Regions from separate parts of the Anas platyrhynchos genome. Here region 2 is linked to region 1. Evidence: chromatin contacts called from public Hi-C data. All regions are on one chromosome and are shown on one strand. Each heading gives the region's core, a stretch centred on a gene start, on an enhancer-like site or on the middle of the called end of the contact. The rest is flanking DNA. Distances are from core to core; before and after follow the strand shown. Region 1 overlaps LOC110353382 (a long non-coding RNA gene). Region 2 overlaps LOC110353382 (a long non-coding RNA gene).

What was found. Hi-C and Micro-C count contacts between places; a contact is called where the count stands out from the background.
Region 2: a contact with region 1 is called in a Hi-C map of F1 follicle, with 2.3 times the contacts expected there. The contact joins two enhancer-like sites. A contact is called at or near these places in 2 of 8 Hi-C or Micro-C datasets (F1 follicle and liver).

The regions. Positions count from the first base shown.
Region 1 is chr25:7,197,272-7,204,493 of IASCAAS_PekinDuck_T2T, reverse strand. All of the region lies in intron 16 of LOC110353382 (a long non-coding RNA gene), which reads left to right. Among named protein-coding and RNA genes, the nearest start is that of SORL1, 93 kb to the right of the region's middle. Within about 2 kb of position 4,328, at least 1 of the 8 cell types and tissues checked has an H3K27ac peak or open chromatin away from gene starts, as enhancers often do. A contact at or near this core is called in F1 follicle, where this site is marked.
Region 2 is chr25:7,287,796-7,295,017 of IASCAAS_PekinDuck_T2T, reverse strand. LOC110353382 (a long non-coding RNA gene) reads left to right here. Exons shown (of 18, transcript XR_011804905.1): 16 at 1-5,674. Among named protein-coding and RNA genes, the nearest start is that of UBASH3B, 180 kb to the left of the region's middle. Within about 2 kb of position 3,092, at least 7 of the 8 cell types and tissues checked have an H3K27ac peak or open chromatin away from gene starts, as enhancers often do. A contact at or near this core is called in F1 follicle, where this site is marked.

The DNA.
Region 1 (7,222 bases), core at 3,079-5,578:
AATGGAAATTGATCTAAAAAGCAAAGTAACTGAATGCTTGGAAATCGGTATTTCCAGCGTGTAGCTGTTTATGAGCTCATACGCATCTCCGAAGACCTTTATTCACAGCTGATTTTGTTTTTCTCACTTCAACCATTTATTCTATTGCTTGCTAAGGCCTTTAGGTATCTGAGTAATGTGGGATTTTTCCATTTTGGTGCAATTACCTTCAAATGGCCTCAAACTGGTGAAGTCAAGCTCTGAAGTTCTTTGCACTGACATTGTTCAAGTACACTTGCAAGTATTTTGTTTCCTTTTAGCTTGAAAAACTTTGGTTCTTGGACTATATTCTTATAGATATATCAGATCTATGGTGCCACGATGGAAAAAGTAATTTTTTTTTTACTTTTTTTGAGATACTGATAAAAAAAGGGGGGGGGGGATTTAAATTGGTTAGATTTTTCTATCAAATAGTTCTGCGTTTTTTTTTTTTTTTTTTTTTTAATTAGTCCTTTTTAAACAAAATATGAAAAAACGTGTTTTGGGGGAACCAAATCTCTCTGTATAAGTTCCTATCACTAAAAATTAACAGAGGATGTTTGTTTTAGGTGGGCCTGGGCTACCTTTAGCTAACAAACAAACAAAAGACAGTTTTGACTGGTAACAGCTGTCATACGTGTAAGTCGAAAAGGGTAGGAAGAATGTATAATCATTTCCTCATCAAATGCTGAACAGCCTGTAGTATGGTAAGACCCCAGGGTCCTACAGAATGAGCCAGAAACTCATCTGGACCAGAGCTGAACAGGAAGGGCACTCAATGTAGGCATCTATTTCAAAAGACTCCACATAATGAAGATTAATTAGGCCTTCTTTACCTATCAAAAGTTAAATACACACATCCAAGGCCTCGGGCTTCCCTGTGCTACTAAAAAGACCTTCCATGGAAAGCCAAGAAGACTAAGAAGTGGTAGACAGAAGAAAAAGGATCACACCCCCCTGTACAATGACTTCAAAAATATACTGTGATTGGCTTTGCATATTCACATACAATGTATAAAACCCCATGACGTGTACCTTCAGCACAACTGCAGTTTAGGAATAAAGTCATATTGCTGTTTGTGGTAATGCAGTTTTGTCTTCTTCAATGACTTATACATTATCTTTTAAATGGCTGAGGGCATCACATCCCCTTCATTTCATACATACCTCATTCAGATATACTTGATATTCTCTTTCTTAGCAAAAGGACACATTCATGAACCTACCTCTTTGTTTTCCACTTTGAATCCATACACTGTGCTAGATTTCATTTGGACTTAATTTTACAACTGTTGCTTTTCTTTCTGATCTCTTTGCCTCCAAGACATTGTTTCGTCTAGAGCTCAAAAGCAGTCTACGGTTACTCGCACCTTCATGATTAGGGCTGGGATTTGAACTGATCTCCTTTCAAATGGCACTCATGGGGAGTAAGATCCCAATGCAGCATGTAATCAGTTTGAGGATGTTGGGAGGGAATGGGAATGGCTTGGCTGCATTTCCTGAGGGATGCGTTGAGAAGTTGCCAGCTTTAGGGGTTATGCCCAATGCAATCTGAAGTATAGGGCACTGAAAAAGTAGAGTAGGGGGTTGACTTCGTAAATTACCAGTTAGGGACAGGCTACTTCAGAAACAACAGGCACTTGCTATCAGCACAAAGAAACTTAGGCCACGAGTGGGAAAGGAGCTGGGCCCTGGCTCCTCACAGAGTGTCTCCAGCACCTTTGGGCATGCAAAATCCTTGTAGTGTCTTATTGTCAAGGCTGCTGACTGCTCTCATTAACTTCAAGTGGAATCGAGTGCTCAGCACAATGAAAACCAAGCCCTTCACTTCCTTAAAGTGATCTTTTGGCTTTCATATTTATTTGCAAAACAGAGTAACGTATCCTGAAAAAATGTTTTTCTCCTTGCACAGAGTTTTAGGTAGACACATCTAAGAAACGCATGTTCTTCTAGCACAATAGCAACTTATGAATAAGATCATACTTGTATTTGCATTAACACGGCTGGCTTCTCCAACCAGTTTTACATAATCTCCTTTTCAATGGGTAAGGGTGTCATTTCCCCTTCATTTCATACAACTGTGCTTTGAAAATGTAGGGAGGAAGTATTTAAAGAAAGTCCGCATTTTATGAAAGGGAAAATTGCCGGCGTTCCTTTGTGTGTCTCAGTAGGATTTGGATAGATTACTCATACTTAAAAAGGAAGGGAGCTTTTGCTTTTTCTTCTCCTTTTTTAAAAACTTGCATTAACATGATGTATTGACATATTACAAAATCCAAGGAATTCTGGAGAGCAAATCAACCACGACTTTGTCCACAAGTTGCAACAAATTCTTAAAACATCGTCACCTTCTGAAATAAAATTGTCACATTTTGGATACAGGCAACTTTTATAAGGGCTCAAGTGTCACATATTAGATAGGGACAGGAGCATGCTCTCTCTCACTTCTTTCTTTTAGCTTAAAAATTGATTGTCTTGATTTTTTTTTTCTTTCTTTTGATGCTGTAAGCTTTGTACGAATGCAGCACATTTTAACAATTTTCATAAATCAAGCAACTGGAATAGATTTTAATACAGAATTGTATTACAGCAAGAATGCAAGGCATGCAGGCTCTAAGCACTAACATTTCTATTAGTTGAATGGAAGCCAATACTTTAGCTGTAAGCATGTTAAATGAAAATAATTCTCAGCTACGTTTCTTGGGTCTCTGATATACAAAATCCTTCCTGTAAATAGCCTACAACTTTTTAAAAGTCTCATTATGACTGGTCAGTCACAGTTTGAAGAGCCTGTTTTATTCTTCATGGTCAGATATGAAAGTCTATGAAACTATTGTTCTCCCTCTGACGTTCTTTGATTAAAAAGTTACGTAGAAGTAGAATACCAAGCTTCGTTGCTGCAAGGAATTATTAGCTTACTGGTACCTTTCCATAAAAGTTTTCTATAGTTTATAGAAAGTGTATTTATATTTGCTGATCACTTTTTATTAGTTTGATACTTGCTAATCAACTATTGGTGATAATTATCATCACTCTTATGAAGGACGTTTCACCCTGTGAGGTCATAAAGACATTTCACACAATGCACTGAGTGCATGTGTTTATATTTACAAAATATGTTTATTCTAACAATATTTTGTTGGTATTCCTCAATACTAGTCTTTTTTCTCCTTTCTTCTCATGTATTGCTTTTTTTTTTTTTCATTCATCACATGCGGTTCCTTTAAATCATTAACAAAGTTTTAAAGATAGAGCTGATTTTGGTGCTTTAAAAGTGAGAAAGTAAAATACAAGGAAATTTTGAAGGTGCTTTTGTGAAAAACTGTTGATAAACATTAACCATTCTTGCTCATCATCTTTTTTTCATAAAAAGATTTTTTTAAAGAAATCAGTTGAAATTTTCATCTAAATCCATTTATTATCTTGTATTTGAAAAGCACTTAGCTCAATAGAGCTTTGTGCCTTCTCTGAGATTTCTAGGTATCATTATATCATTTTTCCTAACTTAAGCTTAGATAAAAGATGACACTTTTTGTTCTTCTCTTCCCTCAAAAAAAGGAAATATGTTAAGGCATCTGACACTGAAAATGTTGGCCATCAAGTCATTTGAAGGCATTTCAGTTCATGTCTTGGCACCAATTTTTTTTTTTGTCTTGACATTCCACAGGTTTTTCCATGTCCTAGTGAATTTAAGAGGATGCTAGCCATAGTTCATGTCTCTTAAACAGATTTTGACTTGTCATTCAAGGAACCATGTTTGCTCACAATAATACTTGAACGTGAATTCCTGAATTTGTAGTTTGGGTCTCAAGCATTAGACATCCAACTTCAGAAAGCAAAGGACTTCAGAGATTGATTTTTCCAGTTCCATGTACCATTCTTGCTGCTTTGGAGACCAGAGTCATGTTCTAAATATAGCAACATGTATCTGTTGTCACAGGGCAAAAAGATAGCTTGGGCACTGCAGATTGCTTTCCTACTGGAGGGGAATACTGGTACATTCTCAGTTTAATTGCCCTATTTAGACTGGTGTACCAGTATTGGAGCAAGAGTCGTCAAATAATATGCAGGATAATCCCTTCTTAGAGGAATCTCAGCCTAACCTCAGTGACTGGTACCCAGAGACTGATTCTGGCTCAAGAACTGACCTCAATCAGAGCAGGGCAAATGCAGAAAGCAAATTATCTCACTGCTTCCACAGTTTTCTCCCGAAGGACTCCAGAATCTTGCATAAACAAAACTAATTATAACACACACACACACACAAAATTGTAAAACTGAACCTTTGCTTGCAGGCTAACAAAAAAGAACCTGAAAGAGTGTATGTCACAGTGCCATCTACTGACGCCAGCCATAACAATATAGGAAGGATACCCAATTACAGTAATAAAATAAATAAATGAAGCTGGGAGTCTTGGAAGGATTATAGTCTTATGTTTAAAGGAAGGAGATGACTGCTAATTAATCTGACAAAAGAGAAAGCCTCACCTACTGACAGGTTAGTCATCCCACAAATGTTAGATTTCTCTTCAGTGCAATCTGTTGGTCCTGGTAATTCTTGGAAAGAGAATGTTGCACTGGAGGAACAGCTGACCATAACTCTTAGTGCCAGTTCCCATATTTCTATTTTGTGTCTCGCCGAACACTTTATACTGTAGCAGAATTACAGCCTACTGTGGCTAGCAATTTGAAAACATAAAGGAATGCAATTGCTGAATAAAATCTGTGCAGTCTGCTGCATGATAACTTTATCTGACATTAAAAGAAGGCAGTAACTTGGAGGCAGGTAGAAGTAACATGTAATCCAGTTGACATAAATGAAAATATGATGCTGGCAGAAAATTGGGCTGCATAAGAATATAAAGGCTGTTGAATAATAGGGAAAGGAAAATGACATGCTTAGCAGTAGTAAGATAAAGATGAAAGAAGTTCAGAAAACATTTGTAAGGGAGAAGCCAAGTACAAGTCAATACAGACTGAAATTCTTTGCTCATAGAAGCAGAATTGAATGCTGAAGCCTACAGTCCTAGCTGTGTTAAGGGTTGCCAAGTGGTGAAGTGTCAAAACAATTAGAGTTTATTCTCTGGTTGCTAATGCACAAGCTAAAGTGGTGGCTGAGATGATCAGCAAAAACATTGCTAAGCAAGAAGATGTATCATCTTTGTATTGCTTTCAGTAATTCCAAGGTAAGAAGGAAATGAAGGATGAGACAAGAGTGACTGGGAATTGAGAGGCAGACAAGACAGGAGGTGAGGAGACTTTATTTATGATAATATATTTATTTATTGTTAAATAGATATATGTGTGTGTATATATGTATTCTTAAGTCTTATGTCAAGTATAAGAATTCAGCAAGAAGGGAAAAGTGAACACCTGAACAGTACTTGCTAAAATTCAGTCTGATATGTTGTGGCAGATGGAGCTGACATCCTGAGAGAGGCTAAGGGGTGAAAGTAATAATAATGAACAATCTTCAAGAAGTAAAAGTAGAAGAAATATTAGAGCTGTTACAAGAGAGCAAGCAGGAGATGGTTAGATTTATGAGTTCTTCTGGACAGCAGCCATGGTTTGTCTTTATTTCCTAGTAACTGGTTCTTGGTTTGAGCTTCGTCAGGCCATCAGATTAATGCCATCAGCTTGGGTAGGTTTTTAGTCCTTTCTTTGGATCATCTAACATGCAAAGTGCAAACATGGTATATTTTGGGGGGAAGCTGTCTTGATAAGAAAAAGCAGTGGAAATAAGTAAGAATAGAGGATTTTATTATGGCACCATCTGTCTCCTTGCTGTTAATATTTTTTTTCCCCCAACTTTTAGCAATGCTTTTGAAAGGGCTTTAGGTTTGGATGTTGTAGTTCAGAACTTTGCTGCTGCTGCCAAGGGATGGCTTCAGAAGGGAGACTGAAGCCATGACAGTAGCTGACCACCCTTGGCAGCAGAAAGCAGATGTTTGACTGAAGTCAACTGGATGACATTGATCTTTAAAGTAACATGCACCACTGGATCAGGGCCAATAAGAAGTTGAATTTATTACTCTTCCTGGGTCTTGGTTTAAGCCTCATGAAAGGCGTTTCTCCTGATACTTCTATTTCCTGCTTTCTTCTTCCATGCAGTGCTTCATCCAAGTTAATGATGGTACACACCTGTCCTGTATGATCTGCATTTCTCTTGGCATCTGGCACCACGCAGCAGTCAGCTGGGACAAACACACCTACCAAATGGTAGTGAGCACTGGCAAGAGCTTTGCTATCACTTTGCAGGGTATTTTTCAGCTGATCCAGAGATTTGAAATGGCAGTTTCAGTCTTCCTTTATAATTTAGTTGCAGAAAGTAAAGGGAGCTTCTGATTTTTACTGGTGGGTCCTGTTGAGGACTGAAGCAGTTTAAACTCGGCCGACCTTAATCATGCAGGTCACTCTTCTAGAAGTTTTGTTTACCTCCTGTTGAGCTGCTGAAGAGAGAAGGGGGGGAAAAAAGCAGCTTTCAGTTGCTAAAACCCCTCGTGGTATTGAATTCTAACCAAGTACATCCAGCCCTGCCAGCCAGAAATGCCAAAAGGAAGAAAGCTGCTGAATCAAAAGAAATGATAGGGGAGTATGAGAGTAGCGCTAGGTGAGTTTATTTCACAGACTTAGTGTTGTTTCATGTTTGTAGATCATCTGGGAGTAGACTTTGCTTCTTTTTATTATTATTATTACTGTTTTCTGTTCCTAAATTATTTAACAAATGGTTTATGAGGGCAGCTTCCAGCATATAGATTAGTTATCACCAGCTTTTTGCTGTTCTCAGTTGAATTTGTGAGGTGCCAAAAGCTTTTGAATGCTCCAAGCTATGGTCTGAGTAAATGGGAGTTGGTGGTGTGCTGCACCTCTCAGGTTCAAATCCTATTTGCATGGAGTGGAGTGGCCACTTAAATCATGCGGGTTTGTTTCTGCTACCTAACAGAGCTGCTTTCAAGGGCTTTTCAGATCAGTCATGTGAATACTCCTGGCCTCAAGTACTTAGGCAAATAGAGTAGCCCTGTCACTTTCTCCCTGTCTGCAAACCCAGTTGTATGGCCCCGTGGCCAAGTAGTATGTGGGATGGCAGGGGGAGGTGGTGGACAGGGAGGTGCAGCCTGTGGCCAGGATCCAGCAGCCTGAGGGCACAGCCTCCTTTGGTCCACTGTCTGAACGGCAGTAGGTCCTGCCTGAGGGGCTGCAGTGC
Region 2 (7,222 bases), core at 1,843-4,342, 92 kb before region 1:
AGGGGATACCAATTTATTTATACCCACCTCAGCATGGTAGCAGCCAAACACTGTAAGTTGCTGGGTTATTAAATGGCCTGTAGCACATGAAAGAAGCTTCAATCTTCTGGGGCAGTTCAGAGTGGACAGGTGTCCACCTCACAGCTGCTCCAAACTGATCCCCAGTTTTGGCAATATATATATATTTTTCTTTTTAACCTGTTCACATTGGTGATATGAACAGGAGTGCTCAGGACTAAATGGACCACAGGCATTTGGTCCCTTTTAAAATATAAGAACAATTTTCAGGCCTCTTTCCGTTGAACTTTTTTTAACTGATAAAAAATAAAAGAACAAAAGAGAGATACGGGGAGTTAGGGAAATCCCTCAGACTTTCTCTGTTTAAATTCCAAATTCCTGGCAGTCACAGTGTCAGGTGATGTTGCTGTTTGGGTTTGCTTCTATAGTGCCTGGCTTGCACAGTCCCAAGCTGAGTTAAATACGTGGCTATGATCAAAAGAGGATGACGCCTCCATTTCTTTGTGCCAGCCTGGAGGCCCTTAGGTGTTGGAGTCTAAGCCTTTGAAAAACAAGGTTGCTGGACTCCAGTAAATAAAGTGTCCGGATGCTAGTGATGATTCATAAAAGCAATTAAAAAAGGAAAGTGCTTCGCTGCTAAGCGTAATGCCTTGGTTTGAAGATGTCCTTAAGTGTGTGTAATGATGCAAATAGTGGTCAGTGGATAGTGACTGCTGTGTTTAAGATTACGAATCTGTTTCCAACATAACTCCTGTCTTCACGTGGTCCTAATGATCAAAGCCACTTTTTTTTTTTTTTTTTGGTAGCTGAATCTTCTTTATTTAGTCTGTATTTCGAAATAGATAGTTCCCATCCCTTCTTAAATTTGTGAAAAGAGAAAAAAAAACACAACTCCAATACTAATACTAATCCCAATACTAAATGAAGATTTAGTATTTTCGATGTGAGAAATGTGTTTTTTGAAATTTAGACACTAGAGATGGCAAATGTTTGAAATTTATCCAACACGATTTGGTTGGGGTTTTTTGTATTGTTTTTATTTTCAATGCTACCTTCTTGCATTACGGCCTTGACCTTCCACAGGCACAAAGCACCTCACTTGCACAGCTTTCAAAGTGATTTGTAATTAGCAAGGCTGAACTCTGCTAAGCCACGACTAGGGTTCTTGTTGCATACAGAGATCCCCCAGCATGGCCACATTGCCAAGCGAGACGTAGACCCCGAGGCATATTCTACAAGCTTCTCAAGTCAGCTCAACCAACTGTTAGCTCTTAGTCATGGCTCTGGGGCTGCTGTTCTAGAGCAGATGCTTCCAGTCGTACCAACTTCTCCAAGTGGATGCCTCTGGCTTCTCTCGAGGTCTGTGTATAGTCCGAAGCTGGGGCTTGGCTTTGCTTTGCCCTCACATACTGCCCTTGATTAGACCAGCCATATATGCTAAGGGAAGCAAAATAGTTTACTGATTTATCATGGATCATTAGATGGAGTAACTCTTCTTAAAACATCACCAGTATGGATACAATAATTAGAGATGTGCTTTTGTTAACATTGCCAGCCTCTACCGTCTTGTACAGTACCCTTGGGTACTAAATAATTACCCACTTTGTGTGGTTATCTAGCTCACTAATTACCCACAAAAATTGGGGTCAGGTGTTAACTGCTTGAAATAAGTATCCTCCAAAGACTTGGTTAAATTGTGTAAAGAAATTATGTGTTTGCAGCAAAACTTTAAAAAAAAAAATCAAACATTTTTTGTTATTGTTGTTGGAAGGAAGACAGGGGAACGTGAAAAAGACAATGGGTGTAAATAATTCTCTGTGATGGCAAAATCTTACCTACTGCTATGATGCTGAGGATGGTATCTGTACGGGTAGTGAAAGGATGGTGGCAGATACCGTCTCTCTAATCCAGTCTACTTTTCCCAAAGATTAGATCCTTCAGTACACAGGGTTTGATTCTTCCCCTATCTAGGCTGATGTCAATCAGGATTGTGTCGGTATAAATGAGAAAATTTGTATGCATGGATTCCTGGACTGCCTTTACTGCATAATTCCACCTCCTCTATCACCCAGGGACTTCTGCATTGCACCCAATAATTGAATTATGTATTGTATACGTATTTCCATATGTTTATTTTACTCGTTTCAAACTCTGTATGCATGCAGAATTTCATTCTAAGGCTGCTGCTCATAAAATGTAGCCTGCTTTGAGTAATAATTTAATTCCTGTGTTCAGGGAGTTACCCCAGTGAGTCAAAGATTTCTAGATAGCCCCACCCTCCCCAACTTCCCGAACACTTACACTGCAGTCACTTTCTCTTTGCCAGACCCACACAAGACGCTGAACTAGCCAAAATCCCAAGAGGCAGCTTCCCCTGCCTCCCCCATTGTAGCCCCAGAGAACTAGGAAGCAAAGCCACAAAAACCCCGAAACCAAAGCCCTTGAAAATACCTGGCAAGGCACAGAGGCACGTTTAACAGCCCGCCTCCCTAACCTGGTGCCTCGCATAGGTGCTGGCTGTCCGCAGTACAAAGGATTTCAGTGGGAACTAAGGGAGGTGCTTCGGAAAATCTCCCTGTGCACCCTCAGGAGCCGTGGATATCCAGCTGCATTCACCGCTGCAGTCCTAAAAGCACCTGTGCAGTGCCCGGCGTAACAAAGAGACTGCCCTATTGATTTAGTGCTAGGTGCTTTATGGCGAGCAGCACCTCCTGCTCCCACCAGCAGCCTGTACAGGGGCAGGTCTAGGGCACTGGTGGCGTGTTTCCAAACCCCAGCCCCATAGATCTGGTGGATGTGGGGTGGCAGGTGAGGCCCCACATGGCAAGGTGGGGGTCTTGTGGGGTGTACCTGCGCTCCGCATTGTGCAGCTCTGCAGGCACCAGCCTCCAAAAGCACAATGCAGATTTAGTCGTCAGCCCCTCTCCCCCCCCCAGCTCCCCGCTGATGTTAACTGTCTGTATTATTATTTATCGTTATCAGGGGATTTGGTTTGATCAATGAAGTGTATATGCGTCTGACGGACATTGGGAGAGGAAATGCTTGGAGAATGAGTAACATGTCTGCAGCGGAGGGTGTGTGTGTGTGTGAGGGAGAGAGAGAGGGAGAGCATCGGTCCTAGGAGCAGTGACTGATGAGTTCATTTCAAAATCCAAGGGCATATAGCTGGTAAATTAGCACATCTTGCAAATATAGTCCGGGCTGCGAGGCAGCAGCGGGGCTGCCATTGAGCGGAGGGCTGGCTTGTGGGGAGGGCTCGGGGGGGTGTGTGTGTGTGAGGGGGGGGTGGGGGGGGTCGAGGAGAGGAGCTTGGCAGCTCGAAAGTCATCGCGGGCATGAGGCAGGCAGCCTGCTGCCTCCCTGCGATTTCCACGGGCGGCTGCGGGCTGCAGCGTGCCGGGGGGGGGGCGGCGGGGGGGAAGCCGACAGAGCAGCAGCAGCGGCGGATTTTATTGTTTTAAAATCCAGATCCAGCCAGAGGGATGCCAGGCGAAGGGCTGCGGTCCCCCTATTCCCCCCCTTATCCCTTCCATCCCTCCCCCCTTCCTTTTTTTTTTTTTTTTTTTTTTGCCTCCCCCCCCCCCCCCTCCCTTCAAGCACCCCCGCAGGATGGCGGCGTGGGGCAGCAGCCGGCTGCCGGAGGGGTCCCGGGGGCTGTGGGGTTTCTCCTTGGGGGGCTTTGGGGTTTCTCCCGGGGGCTGTGGGGTTTCTCCCGGGAGCTTAAGGGATTATTGGGGAGGGGGGAGCCGGGCTGGTGTGTGTGCGAGGCTGGCGGCGGCGGCGGGGGGAGCCGGGTCCTTATTCTGTTAAAGATTTAAGTAGGCATGCAAGGAATCTCTAGGATAGTTGGCAAAGGGCGAGGGTGGGGAGGGGGGGGGGGAAGGATCCAAAAGAGTCTGTAACCAGACACTGAAGCTTTCCAGGAGTGAGAGTGTGTGAGAGAGACGGAGACAGAGCGAGAGGAAGAGAGGGGGCAGTGTGGTCTAGTACATTTTCATCTGGTCGTTGATTTGAGCCTGATGCTTGCTGTCCCTCAACAGCCTCCCTTGCCTGGATTTTTTCTTTCCCCCTCTCCTCTCCTTTCCCTTCTACTTCATCGAAGCCTAGGGGAGCCAGTAAAGATTAAATGTGCTTTCTAAAAGGCAGCCACTTCATGCAGCTATGTCTACTCCCCCCCTCCCCACCAGCCGTCCCCCCCCCCCCCCCCGCCTTTACTCCCCCCCTTTTTGAAATTAAAAAAAAAAAAAAAAAAAAAAAAAGGAGCGAGGGGGAGACAGAGAGGGGGAGAAGGAAGGAGGAGGAAGAGGAGGACTGTAGTTTAATGATGTCGGGACTGGCTGATCCAGAAGGAGGAAAAAAAAAAAAAAAAGGAGGAAAAAAAAAAAAAAAAAAGGCAAAGATTTGAGATCCTGGACGAGGAAGGACTTTGGTGAATGGGCTCAGACTCCTGAGGTGAGAAAAGGACGGAGGGAGTGCCGCCGGGTCGGTGATGGGGCCCGTGACCGCTGTGCGGGGCCGTGCGGGGCCGGGCCGGGGGGGGCCGCTTTGGGCAGCGCCGGGCGCGGAGCGGCGGAAATTTGGGATTTTTTTACCCCCCCCTCCGGCACCTTCGGGCTTCCCCCCGGTTCTGCCGCTGGGCCCTGAAGCAGCTCCAGAGATGGGTGGAGGGTGCAGCTCCATATTATTTATTTGGGGGGGGGGGAGGAAAGGGGGGGGGGGGGGGAAGAGAGGGAGGGGAGGGAGGGAGGGAAAGGGGGAGAAGAGCGGGGAAGGAGGTGGCGAGCTGGGGACGAAATCCTGCTCTCGGTTATGGCCGGCGTAAATTTCCATTGGCTGGGGTTGCACAAGGTGCTCGGAGAGGAGTCGGTGCAGGATGGAGACCCTTTTGTGTGTGTGTGCGGGGTGGGGGGGTGGGGGGGGTGCGGGTGTGCGCGGGGCTCGGGGACCCTCCTCTCCCCGGGAAAAAAAAAAAAAAAAAAAGGAAAAAAAAAAAATGGGTTTTTCTCCAGGTTTGCCTTCGAAAAAAGCCCGGCCCGCGGCTGGCAAGGGAGAGGGCGGCCGGGGCTGACAGCCTGGGGCTTGCTCTGGCTCCCGGCTGGCCCCAGCTGATGCAGGGGCTGGGAGCCGGGCCGCAGCTCGCGGCCCCCCCAGCCCCCCCGCTTTAATAACGCCGCTGATAATTATAATTATAATAACAACGGCGGCGGCGGTGGGAGCGCGGAGGGAGGAGGGCGGCAGGCGAGGTGCTGCGGAGGAATTCGGTTCCTTTTCCTTTTTCCCCCCTTTTCTTTTCCTTGATATATTCCCTTTTTTTTTTTTTTTTTTTCTCCCCTTAAAAAAAAAAAAAAAAAAAAAAAAAAAGATGTTTTAAAAATGCAAGCGGCTTGCCCAGCTGCACACACCCACCCCTCGCCTCCCTCCCCCGGCTTGCGCACACCGCACGCTCGCACTCGCTCGCTCGCCCGCGCTCGCTCGGGTGTCAAAACCCGGCGGGCACCCAGCCTGGTCCCGGCTCTGCCCTCCCTTACCCCTGCCCTTACCCCTGCCCCTTGCCCCTGCCCCTGCCCGCCCGGGGGCCCGCCCGCCCCCCGCCGCCGGGGCTTTTCCCCCCCAGCTCTCGGCGCTGAAGAACTGGAGCCTCCCCCGCTTCCAAGTGGTGAGTTTCTACCTGATTTTCTTGCGACTCGGGTTTTTTTTTTTTTTTTTTTTTTTTTTTTTCTTCCTCTTCTCCATCCCTGCCGGCCGCGGGGCTGGCGGAGGGGGCGGGGAGGCAGCGCCTTTATGCTGCTGCATGCTTTGTGCCAGGCGGCTGGAGGGAGAGCCTGCATATTCCTGCTCTTATTTCTGCATTCCTTTTCGTTGAAACAATGAAAATAATTCCGTCACTGCCCCGAACTTCCCTTCCTTTCTTCCTCTTCGTTATTTAAATGCGGAGACTTTTAATGTATTTGTCGCAAGCGACGTTGTTGGAAGCTGTAAGGAACCTGCCGCGCCTTGTCATTTTTGTATAAACGATTAAAAATGGAATGTATTCTCTCAACAGAGGGTCCTTAGAGAAGCTCTTTCCTTCCACCTGTGTGTCCTGTTTTGTAATCTTGAGCCATGAATTGAACTTGCCTGCTATTCTTTTCCTCTCTCTCCTTTTTATCTTTTATTTTTGATCCCTTTTTTTTGCAAGAAATAGTTTGTTGCGCCCCTCTCAATCCCTGAGACCCTAACTTGTGATGTTTAGCTTTTAAATCCACGGGTTAGGCTCTTGGGAGCTGTGAGTTGTGCTTTGACATCTTTATTTTATTTTATAAAAAAAATATCTTATATCTATGTATATGTGTGCACGCGTGCGTATATATAGAGACGTATACACACACATACAATAGTGTTTGGTAGACCTTTTAAGGGAAAAAAAAAAAAATAAGTGTCTCTCTCCTCCTTAGGGCTGATCAGCTAATAGTAGGGCGGTGGTTGTGGCCATTTACCTTAAAAAATCTCATCTCGAATTAAAACCAGCGTTTGGATGACAGAGATTTTTTTTTGTGTGTGTATATTCCGGAGATAATTTTACAGCTGATGCAGATATGGGGGTGTATGTGTGTACACATATAGCGATTATTATATCCGCGCGTGTAGATAAGATATACACGATATGGATGCATGTAAATACAGCTATTGAGGTGTGTGTATAGATACACATATGGACGATACGTGTGTATGAATATGTATGTAGGTAAATAAAACCCTAGATATGTATATATATTTACATATGTAGGTGTATTAATATCCATGCCTGTGTTTTCATACTGAGAGACTTGCCTTGCTGCAGGCCAGTGCATACAGCATCTCTCTCTCTCTCTCTTTTTTTTTTTTCCTCCTTCTTGAGAGCAGCACAGAGTACCCTGAGAGCGTAACAGTAACAGCTCGGTACATTGGTGCTTGACCTCAGCTGAAATCCCAGCATGCCTCATGCTTCCAAGTTTAAAAACTGAACGATTAATCTTAGAAATGTGCTCCGTGGGTTTAAAAAAAAAAAAATAAAAAAAGGCCAAAAAAAAAATAAATATATATATATATATGAAAAAGCCAGGGGACGGGTCGGATCTTCCTGATTGTTAGCTCGAAAATAAAGAATAAAATGGTTGCATGTACCGGTGGTTGGAAATTACTGAAAAGAAAATATTGAGCAAATGCTGAAGTTTTGTTGTAGTGC